2 separate regions of the Zea mays genome follow, and region 2 is linked to region 1. A link is a contact called in public Hi-C data. All regions are on one chromosome and are shown on one strand. The core of a region is the stretch at or near the end of the contact, and the rest is flanking DNA. Distances in the headings are between cores, read along the strand shown.

What was found. A called contact is a pair of places that touch in the nucleus more often than the background predicts.
Region 2: a contact with region 1 is called in a Hi-C map of tassel, with 3 times the contacts expected there. The contact joins the promoter of LOC103632209 here to the promoter of LOC100285179 in region 1. A contact is called at or near these places in 4 of 25 Hi-C or Micro-C datasets (ear, endosperm, leaf and 1 more).

The regions. Positions count from the first base shown.
Region 1 is chr1:21,908,539-21,913,361 of Zm-B73-REFERENCE-NAM-5.0, reverse strand. It overlaps LOC100285179, which reads left to right and starts at 3,558. Exons shown (of 4, transcript NM_001195985.1): 1 at 3,558-3,670. The coding sequence starts at 3,591.
Region 2 is chr1:22,447,709-22,452,762 of Zm-B73-REFERENCE-NAM-5.0, reverse strand. LOC103632209 (formin-like protein 8) reads left to right here and starts at 3,609. Exons shown (of 4, transcript XM_008654033.4): 1 at 3,609-5,054. The coding sequence starts at 3,907. LOC103644495 reads right to left here and starts at 782. Exons shown (of 7, transcript XM_020541103.1): 1 at 663-782; 2 at 256-480. The coding sequence starts at 782.

The sequences.
Region 1 (4,823 bases), core at 2,309-4,808:
TTATTGGCCATGTAGAAAACGTCAGACCAAATACACGGGGCAAGCCGAAGCCTGTCGGCCTGCTCTCGTTCCCTTCCCACCCGCGGCTACCTGGCATTTCTTGCAACTGCAGTTTGTTATTACTGCCCATTCTGTCTCGTTCCCTCTAGTTGTTGTGTAGTGTAGGTTCACATTTCATGGGCCCCACAGGCCACAGGAGCACTCCCCAGCGTCTGGCCTTTCTTCTCCAGGCAAATGTTGCATGCATGATGCGTCAAGCCACGGGCAGGCAGGCACAGGCGCACAGCAGCAGAGCATGGCCGGGCACTAAAGCCAGTGCGTTCTGCGTTCCCCATATGGCATGATGGGGCAGTAATCAGGCACATGCATGAGACCCAGAAGCCTGTTGTTTTCGTTGCGTCCACTGTCCTCCAAGACTCCAGGTTACTATATGCCGCCGTGCTTTTTGGGCGTCGGAAAAATCTGAAGCCTCCAGCGGGGGGGGGGGGGGGTTTCCCCTAGTAGGATCTGTCCAAGTTATTGAGAAGAAGGATACGGTGGCGTACGTTTCTCTCTGCCGTTAGGGATAGATATATGCAAGGCAAACATATAGCATAGAATACAGCAGCAGCAATAGTGACAAAAGTGATGTGACAACTCTTGCCCGTCCGTACACACACGCTGCTGCCTTTTGCCATACGATTCTCCCGTGCGTACTGCAAGGAAACGCAACGCAACGCACGGCAGGTCTCTCGGATGGTCGTTGTGCGCCAGCCAAACTTTCAATGTGCACTTATTATGGCGAGATGCCCGCGCGCACAGGCAGCAGCAGCTAGCGCAGGCCATCATGGGATTCGGAGGATCCCCCTCCAGCCCAGCCGCCTCCTCCTTCCTGGTCGTGGGTCGTGCTCGTAGAACGTGTGGACATGTTTGGCGTCAAGAGCTAGCAGCTGATGATGGTTGGTGCGGGTACGAAACCATGGCCGTCGGTCATCCCGAGCGACAAAACAACAGGCGGGAAACGGGGGCTAGACTAGCTACTAGGGGCGTCGGGCGTCAGAAGGAACTAGAAAACCCGTCCGGGCCGGCGGCGTACGGACGGCTTTTTTGCACTGTGCGCGAGAGTGCGACGCACCATGCACGCCGCGGCGCGTGCCCGTCTCTGGCTGCGTGCGAGTGGATAGAGAGAGAGAGACAGACCAACGAGGAGGCCGCTCTCGAGTTCGCCTAGGACTAGGAGCACGTACGTACGGTACGGGAAAAAGGGAGGGGGAAAAGAGAGGAGGGCGGAGGCAGAGAGCAGCGGCTGCTTCGTGAAGCGCGACATCATAATAGGCTGTCGCGGGCAGAGCGAGCACGGCACGCCTCACTCACTCACCTCCAGCCTCCAGCCTCCAGTCCCGGCGGCAGCAGCCGCCTCCTCAAAAGAACCGATCCTTGCCGGGTCTCCGTCGACGACTAGTAGCTCCAGTTTGTGATCCAAATTCTGAAGAAGGCGGCCAAATTCGTTTTAGGGTTTCACCTCTATAAATATCTTTATAAGCCGCAGAAGATATCTATCTCAATTATAAATCTCTTGCGATCTGTAACCACTCGAAAATAGTCAGAAGTTGCCGGCCGGCGCCCGTGATTTTTTCCCCTTCATTTTGGAGGGGTTTTTCACGTTAAATCCGTGTCTTCTCTATGATTGATCTTATTTGTGTCGCATTTATTTATAACACATACTGGGCCGGGGGCCGTCATCATGAGCTACGGCTACGTGCTCGCATGCCACACACTGACGTTGTGTGCACTGCGCCTGTTCTGTTACGTTGAAAACCGATCTCGCAGCCCTACTGTGGGGGGTATATATAGTCTTTGACTTTATTTCGCTGCTACGTGTACCGGCTACTACGCCCATAGTATTTCGCTATATGCATACTAGTAGCTACCCAATTAATGCTATTGCTATATTGTGTGCTTCCCAAAGCTACATCCCTAATCTAAAACAGTGATGGAGGTGGAGGTAGACGGAGACGAGAGCCCGGTCCCACCCAAGGTCCGATTCATCCGCGACCGCGACACAGGTGAGGTCGAGCCTGCTGCCGTTGCCCGTTAGCGCATGCATTGTCTGCAGATAATGAAGCTAGGAAACCACTGACTACTACGCGCATGACTGAGCCTGACCTAGTGACCTGGCCGCCCTCGCCCCACGACGTACGCACTCCCGCACGGCTCACGGTCACGGCCATGCCATGCATGCATGCATGCCGTCAAAGTGGCCGGAAAACCACACGCCCCCCACACCGACGACGCCGGAAAACCACACGCCGCGCCTCGCTTTGCGACGTCTGTCTGCCTGCTGTCACGCGCGCACACGCGTCGTCGGGGCCACGGCGGCGGCACTCGCTTTCGTCGGGGGTCGCCGCGAGCGTGCCGTGCGCAAAAGAGATCTCTCGGCGCGCCTCGATCGCCTTAAAAGAAAGGCGGGGTAGCTTTATCAGAGGCAGAGGCGTGCATGCCGCCCGGTGTTTTCCTCTTGATCGGAGATGATTAAGGTCTTGACGCCCCTGGTTTTATGTCGACCGTGGCCTGATTAACTGAAAAGGCGTGCATGCCGGTGTTTTCCTCTTGTTCCATGGCCGTACCCCTTCGCGTCACGGCCGAGCTCTTTCTTCTGAATGAACCGAACCGAACCGAACACAGCGGGCTTAGCTGCTGGCGCAGATGCTTCCATTTCTGATTCATCTGTGGATCGAATCGAACGCGGAGGAACGACTGGAAAACTATCCTCGTCGTCAAAGGAGACACGAGTTCCAGACGGTTTGAAATTAAGACCCCACCCAAATCCGGCCCGCCGGCGCCCCTCGGGTTCAAACTGATCTACCAGCTGGTGTAATCTATTGCATTGCACCAGACAAAGGAGACGAGTGCACGGCTGGCTACTCCTCTGCGCATTCCATTCCATGTACTGTAGCGTGCGTGCAGCTGGAAAGACGGAGACCCGTACCGCGTAGCATACAATTACACACGGACTGCCGGCCGGCCACCCTGCACTTGCAGCAGGAAAGCAAGCTAGGTGTGGCGGGTGGCGCGCAGGGACGCAGGGTGGGTGCGTGCTTTCAGTTCCCCTCTTCATTCAAAGCGGGCGGAGAGTGCAACGAGCTACTACTACTAGAGAGCAAACAGGGCAAAGGCGAGCAGGAAAGCCTTCCATTCCATCAAAGGGTTCGCTGCTCCCTGCCTCCTCCTCCTCCTTCTTCTTGGCATCTTCCGTCAAAGGGTGAGGGCTCTTGCTCCTTTCTTTCTTTACCGATCGATCCTCCTAGTCCTCCACTTTCTGTTTCGCTGTTGCATCACTTCTCCGGCTTCAGAAGGTGGCTGGCCGGCCGACCGGCGTGGGTGCTCGAGAGGAGAGGAGGGTGGCATGCTGGGGGCCGCCTCCTGAGTCCAGCAGCACTGCCATTGGAGGGGGCCGATGGGAGGAGAGAGAGAGAGAGAGAGAAGGACACCTGCAAGCCCACTGAGGTCTGCTAGCTCATTGCCCTCCCTCGCCAAACAACCGTCTTTCTCCCCAGTCCCGGTCCCAACTCCCAAACCACGAGCGCGGGCGCGGGCAGAGGGACAGCCGCATGTGCACGCGACCGGCGCATGCACACACTTGCGTGGCCGCATCTGGCTCCGGCTCGTCTTCCCCGGGCGGGTGTGCCGGGTAGGGCACTACGTTCTTGGTGTTGGGGGGGCAGAGTGGCTCTCCATTGCTCGGGAGCTGGGGTGGGTCTCACACTGTTCTGCTCTTTCTCGGCTCATGCCTGAATGCTGCCCTCCGCTTTGCCTTTGTTCTTGCGTGCCCTGCTTGTTGTCTACTAGCCTGTTTTGTTGCCTTCCCTCTGGTTTGCTATAAACCCTCGATGCCATGCCATGCGATGCCGCCGCCCACATGCCCTCATGGCTCTCACGTTGTGACGCGCTTGCGCAGCCTGCCCATGCCCGTCGTTGATGGTTTCTGATTCGTTTATTATTATTATTGTTGTTCACTCGCCTCCTCTGGCGTGTGGCCTCTCCCCTCCCCTCCCCTCCCCAGTCCCCACGTAGTACTAGTATACTGTATTAGAGACAGCGTGCGCCACTCTTTCCCTCGTCGTTCTCACCGGCCTCGCCTCGGCGGCAACAAAACTGCGAGAGATCTTGGCGTGCTGGCGATAAGATTCGCCCGCACGAGCGCACAAACCAGAGTGAGCAAGTGGTTCTTGGTCTCTCCGTTGCCTCCTCCCCGTATCGCATTTAAAACAGATGGTCGGTGTCTCCTGCCTGCCTCAACTTGCTCACAGTGCCGTGCCACTAACGTTTGTTTTTTTTTTTTTTTTTTTTTTTTTGCCGTTGCTGCCGCAGAGACCGTTGAGAGATCATACTCGGGGAACGGTACGCTGTGGCGAGGAATGTGGACTACTACTAGTTGCTTAATAATATGACAACGCATTGGACGCAAGATCCCCTCTGAATCTTGGCAGTATTTTTTTCTTATGAGAAGAGGGAGTGAAGAGAGCTGGACTGGAGGGTGCAAGGAACTATTATACCTATTATACTAATCTTTTTCCCAGATCAACAAGGACACGCAATTAAACAAGCAGCAGCAGGGGGAGGTGGGGGTGTGTCAGCTTTGTGCTTTGTGGGTGTCCCTCCTCTGGCTCACTGCCCCCCTCTCTCTCACTCCATATTGTTTACTTCTCCTGAGGTACTTGTGCTCCTGCTCTCCCCTCCTGGCCTCACTGCCTACGATAGCAGCAGCGGCACCGGCCGCATAAGTAGGTTGGGGGGGAGGGCTGGAGTGCGCTTCAAGCACGAGAGCGCTGTTGCTGCGTCTG
Region 2 (5,054 bases), core at 2,360-4,859, 540 kb before region 1:
GTATAACAGCCACAGATAAGAAGGTTCACACAAATCTAAACATATGGTATTGTTTTCGAACATAAAAGAAATCTAAACTGAATTATGAACAATAGCTACATAAACAATCCTAAAAGAACACGAGAGCATGACTGAAACTCCAATTCAAAATCACAATATAATCTCACTGTCAATCACAATATGTTCTCATTGGACAAGAAAAATATTATGAAATAGTTGCAAAATATTGTACTGGATCATGAAATTGGATATTACCAACTGGGAGGCGTTATCATCTTCCTCTGTTCCATCATGGGTGTCGATGTCTTCTGTAGGAAATGAGATGTTCCTCGATCTCCCACGACCTCCTACTTCCATCCTTGGAGCAGGAACCTGGGGACCGGACCTCAGTGAGTGTCGGCTGCCTCCAATTCCTAGAGCAGGAACCTGGGGACCAGATCCTAGTGGTTGTCGGCTACCTCCCATCCCCGGAGCAGGAACCTGGGGACCAGATCCCAGTGAGTGTCGTCTGCCTCCAATCATTGGAGCAGGAACCTGGGGACCGGATTGAAATGACTGTCGGCTGTATCCCGCTCCATTGTTCAATGAGTTAGGACCATGGCTATTTTTGCTTCTACTTTCGTTAGGGCGAGGAGGATGGAATGCGCTGTGGCGAGATGTACCACCAGGGCCACAGGAGGAACCCCTTGCTCGCTGATACCTCCTTCTGGCTGCATGTACCCCGAGTAGGTGTCAAGGAACGAGAAGCTGTCAATATGAGAGTTGAGGTCTAGGTTTTCCATGGTCACCAAAGGAGCCAAGGGTCTGGGGCCCACCACCGACTGGGAAAAGAGGCCTAGCTCATCGGTGTTGGGGGCTGTGGGGGGAGGCGAGAAGGAGCGATCAGCCAAAGAAGATGCAGCTTGAGAGAAATAATCTCGATACCCTTGCCCTTGGTTTGCCATGGTTGTGGTCGCTGAAGAGTAGGAGACTACTACGGGGAGGAAGCAATAGCGAGGATCTCGGGCGAACCTTCAATCGATGATAGAATATGGGGCGACAGTGGATCGACCTCGGCAGCGGGGGAAGATGAACCTGCTGTGTCTCCTGGTTGACGACGAGTGGAGAATCTCGGGTGGACCTTCAACCTCGGCAGCTGGCAAGGGGATGGCGAGTGGAGGCGCTGGCGAGTGAGGCGCTGGCGAGTGGCTCGCGAGTGCAGGGGATGGCGGATCCACTGGAGGGGACAGCGAGTGGAGGGGACGGCGAGTGAGGCGCTGGCGAGTGGCTCGCAAGTGGAGGGGATGGCGGATCCACTGGAGGGGACGACGAGTGTAGGGGACGGCGAGTGAGGCGCTGGCGAGTGGCTCGCGAGTGGAGGGGATGGCGGATCCACTGGAGGGGATCGGCGGATCCTGCGAGGCGAGGGGAGTAGCCAGGGGGAGCAGGCGCCAGCCAAGGGAAATACAGGAGGGGCAAACAGTAAAAGTCCAAGTTTAGTCACTTTTAGCTACCCCTTAGTGACTAAAGGACTAAAGTTTAGGAGAAGACATTTAGTCATCCTGTTTGCTAGTTTAGTGACTAAAAGTAACTAAAATTTAGTCACTAAACTTTAGGAGAGGGTAACCAAACGGGGCCTAAGCATATAGCTTCACTTCACAGTAGGCATGGCTGAACCCAAAAATGCAGAGACCACCACAGAGGATAGCGACTCGCCACCCAACTCCGATTCATTCGTCGTTGTCTTTTATTGGACAAGTCTGGTCCGCTGGTCCCGGATCCCAGCATTGAATGTGTGGGATTTTGTCGCAGTCAAAGACGTGTATCTATCTGTATGTACTCCGTGCTCCAGCCAGCACCTCTGCAGCTCTCTGCATATAGGAAGGAGTACACCTGCTGTGTGCTGTGCTCCAGCCTCCAGGACCAGCCAGCGCCGACGTTTCTGTACGGCAAGCCTTACTAGCTCCTACTCCTCGCGGCTTGTGATTTGCCAATGTTCTTCTGTCTGCGTCGTTACCGTAACTATTAGATGCATACTCTTACTAAAGAAACGCCGACACACGTAGCAATCCACGACCTTTACCGATTAGGGACCCATTTAAAATGCAAGAAATTTTAAGAGAAACAAGAAACCAGTTTGTTTGTTTGTTTTTTATAAGATTTATGTGGATCACCGGTATTGATTTAAAACTAAACGTCTTATTATTACAGGTGTCTCAGTGTTTTGCTGGACTATTTGAATGAGTAGGAATGACTTAGTTTTTAATAATGTTTCAAGTTTTACTTATCTGCATGTTCTTTTCAGAGGTACACACTGGCTTAGATTCTGGGCTTAGCTACAAAAGGATGAAGCTGATGGAGTTTTAATAAAGAATGTATGTCGTCGTCGGGAATCGGTGGCCATGCAATTTTGTGTTAATTTTGGTTGGAGGTTTTCTAATAGGATTGCCTTGTAATCATCTCAGTGGTTTTATTAAGTTTCAAAAACCTTTAGTGTGCTAATGTGTGGCTATATGAAGAGGTATGTCCCTTCATAGAGCAGTGTGATGTAACAATTTGTGTTGGCCCTAACCTCTTTTGAGGGGAAAGCCGGAAATTTTTCTACGTTATCTAAAAATGAAAGAGGATAGAAAGTCCACATTTGGTTAGATGTTCACACTCGCGGGAGCTCTCCCTGAATGATGACCTGACCTGTATTTGACACCTATGTCGCCTTCCTCGTACCAAAGATGGTACAGGAATTTTTATCCTGTACCATCTGCAACAAATCTCTCTCTCTCTATCTCCGAGCGGAGAGCGAGAGGAGCACTCCAGCAGGCCGGCCAGATCAGCACCGTATAATACACTTTGGATTAAAGCCAAGCTATCACTAACTAGCAAAGCGAGTAAAGCAGTCCAAGATCCCTGCTGGCCAACTAGGTGGAATGATACAATGTGATGCGAGAGCACCCTTACTAGCATCAACGACACATATAATACCATTGCTTTCGCGCGCGAATAATACCACCGCTTTCGCGCGACGCAGCTTTTTTTTTTTTATCATTGCGGTTCACGCCATGTGTCATTGCTAAAGTAACGGCGGTAGCTACAGCAGCTGAGGCATGGGCGTGCAAGCGACGGCGTCGAACAGCAGCTGCGTGCCTACCACGGGACAAATCTGCCTCGTCCTCGGCTCTCCGTGCTGTATCAGTTGTTCGTCGCGGCGGCTCGCGGACCGGCCAGTCGCATTGTACTAGTCGCAGGCTCGCAGCACGCCCGGAGCAGGATGGGCGTGCCCTTCTACTGTCACGGAGCCCCCACACGTCAGTGGAATGAATTCTAACTAACAAGCGAGCCGGACCAGGCCCACTCGTCATTGTACCTCTCTGGTATTACTAGACTGACCTTTTTCTGCCCAGAAGATCGATCACATCGAGCTTTTGTTCGCAAGCAAAGAATCAGGTACCATTTTCAGCATGTGTGTTTAGTTGCCCCGGTGTGGAATATTTCCTTGCCTCCTCGACGAACAAAGCACCAACCTTCCTTCGCCTGTTTTTAGTGCATGCCGAATTTGCAAAGGCACCGCAACAAAATAAAATCTCCATTTTTCAACCAAAAGTGTGTCGATGAACCTTCTTTCCTTCGTCGGTTCATGGTTGTAATCGTGTATGAACAACCGGAATTTCTTTAGTTTATGATTGGATCTCCTTTTCTTCCGAGCGAGTGAGATCCAAAGTGGCGAAAGTCAGGGGAAGAAACAGAACAACGAAAAAAAAAGAACGGAAACAGCAAACGGAAAGCAGCCGATTGCCGCGCCACGTGTGAGCGGCACGGTTGATCTTCCCCGCCGAGGGCTAGGCAGCATTGTATGTCACTCTCGCGGGCGGAACCAAAAATGGCGGCATCCACCACTCCCCTTCCCACGCTCGCTCCCTCTATCCTCATTGTATGTTACTGTCGCCGAGGGCAGCATTGTATGTTATCGCCGTAGAAAGCCGAGGCCGCGGCCGTTCGGTTCACTTTTTTTTTTCCCCTTCTCCTTCTGCTGCACCGCCAATGCCTCCCACTACCGTCATGCTGCTACCAGCGTGCACCGTGCTGCTGCTGTGCTGCCGTCTCTCGCCGGCCGCCGCGTCGTCGCCCGGCGATGTCGGCGGAGGCGGGGCAAGGAGGCTGCTCCACCAGCCATTGTTCCCAATCGAGTGGACCCCGCCGCCATCGCCGCAGCCGGACTTCTCCTCTGACCCGGCGACGCCGGACGGACCTCCTGGCGCCTTCTTCCCTCCCACGCCACCGGTGGCCCCTGCTGGCGGCGGAGGTACGACGACGACGTCCTCGCCAACCACCGTCGCCTCCAACGTCCCGGCCGGCGCCTCGTCAGGGTCTGGTGATGGCGGCCACCACGGCGGCCCTGCCAAGGGGACCATCGTCGCGGCGGGGGCGGCCGCGACCGCGGCCATCGCGCTGCTGGCCTTCGCGTGCGCGTTCCTCATCGCGCTCCGCGCGCGCCGCCGAGGGGACTCGCAGAAGCTGCTCGGCCCCGACCGTGGGTCCGCGCGCCACCACTCGGCGCCCTCGGCCGCTGACTTCCTCTACGTCGGCACGGTGGAGCCCACCACGCCCGGCCGCCACCACGGGTCCCCCGCCGCCGATCTCATTGGGTCCCCGTACCGCAAGCTGCGCAGCGAGCGCGCGCGCCGCGACGAGCCCACCGACAACCTGAGCCCAGAGCTCCGGCCGCTCCCGCCGCTGCGCCGCGCGGCCACAATGGGCTCCTCTGACGATGCATACTACACGCCGCGCCAGCGCTCCGGGGGTTCCGGCGGCGGCGGGGTTGGCGGCGAAACCTGGAGTGAGGCCAGCGCGTCCAGCCCGCCCACCACCACCACCGCGTCCCGCCGAAGCCTCCCCAGCCTCACCAGCGACTGCTTTCCTCCGGTCACGGCTATTGCTGCGCCGACACCACCCCCTGCGCGGTCCCGTCGTACGCCCCCGCGCACGCGCTTCTCTGCTGGCTCGACCCCTGACATCAAACAGGTAATCTCGCCGTCCCCGCGATCGGTGCAACCATCCAAAGCACCACCGCCGCCACCTCC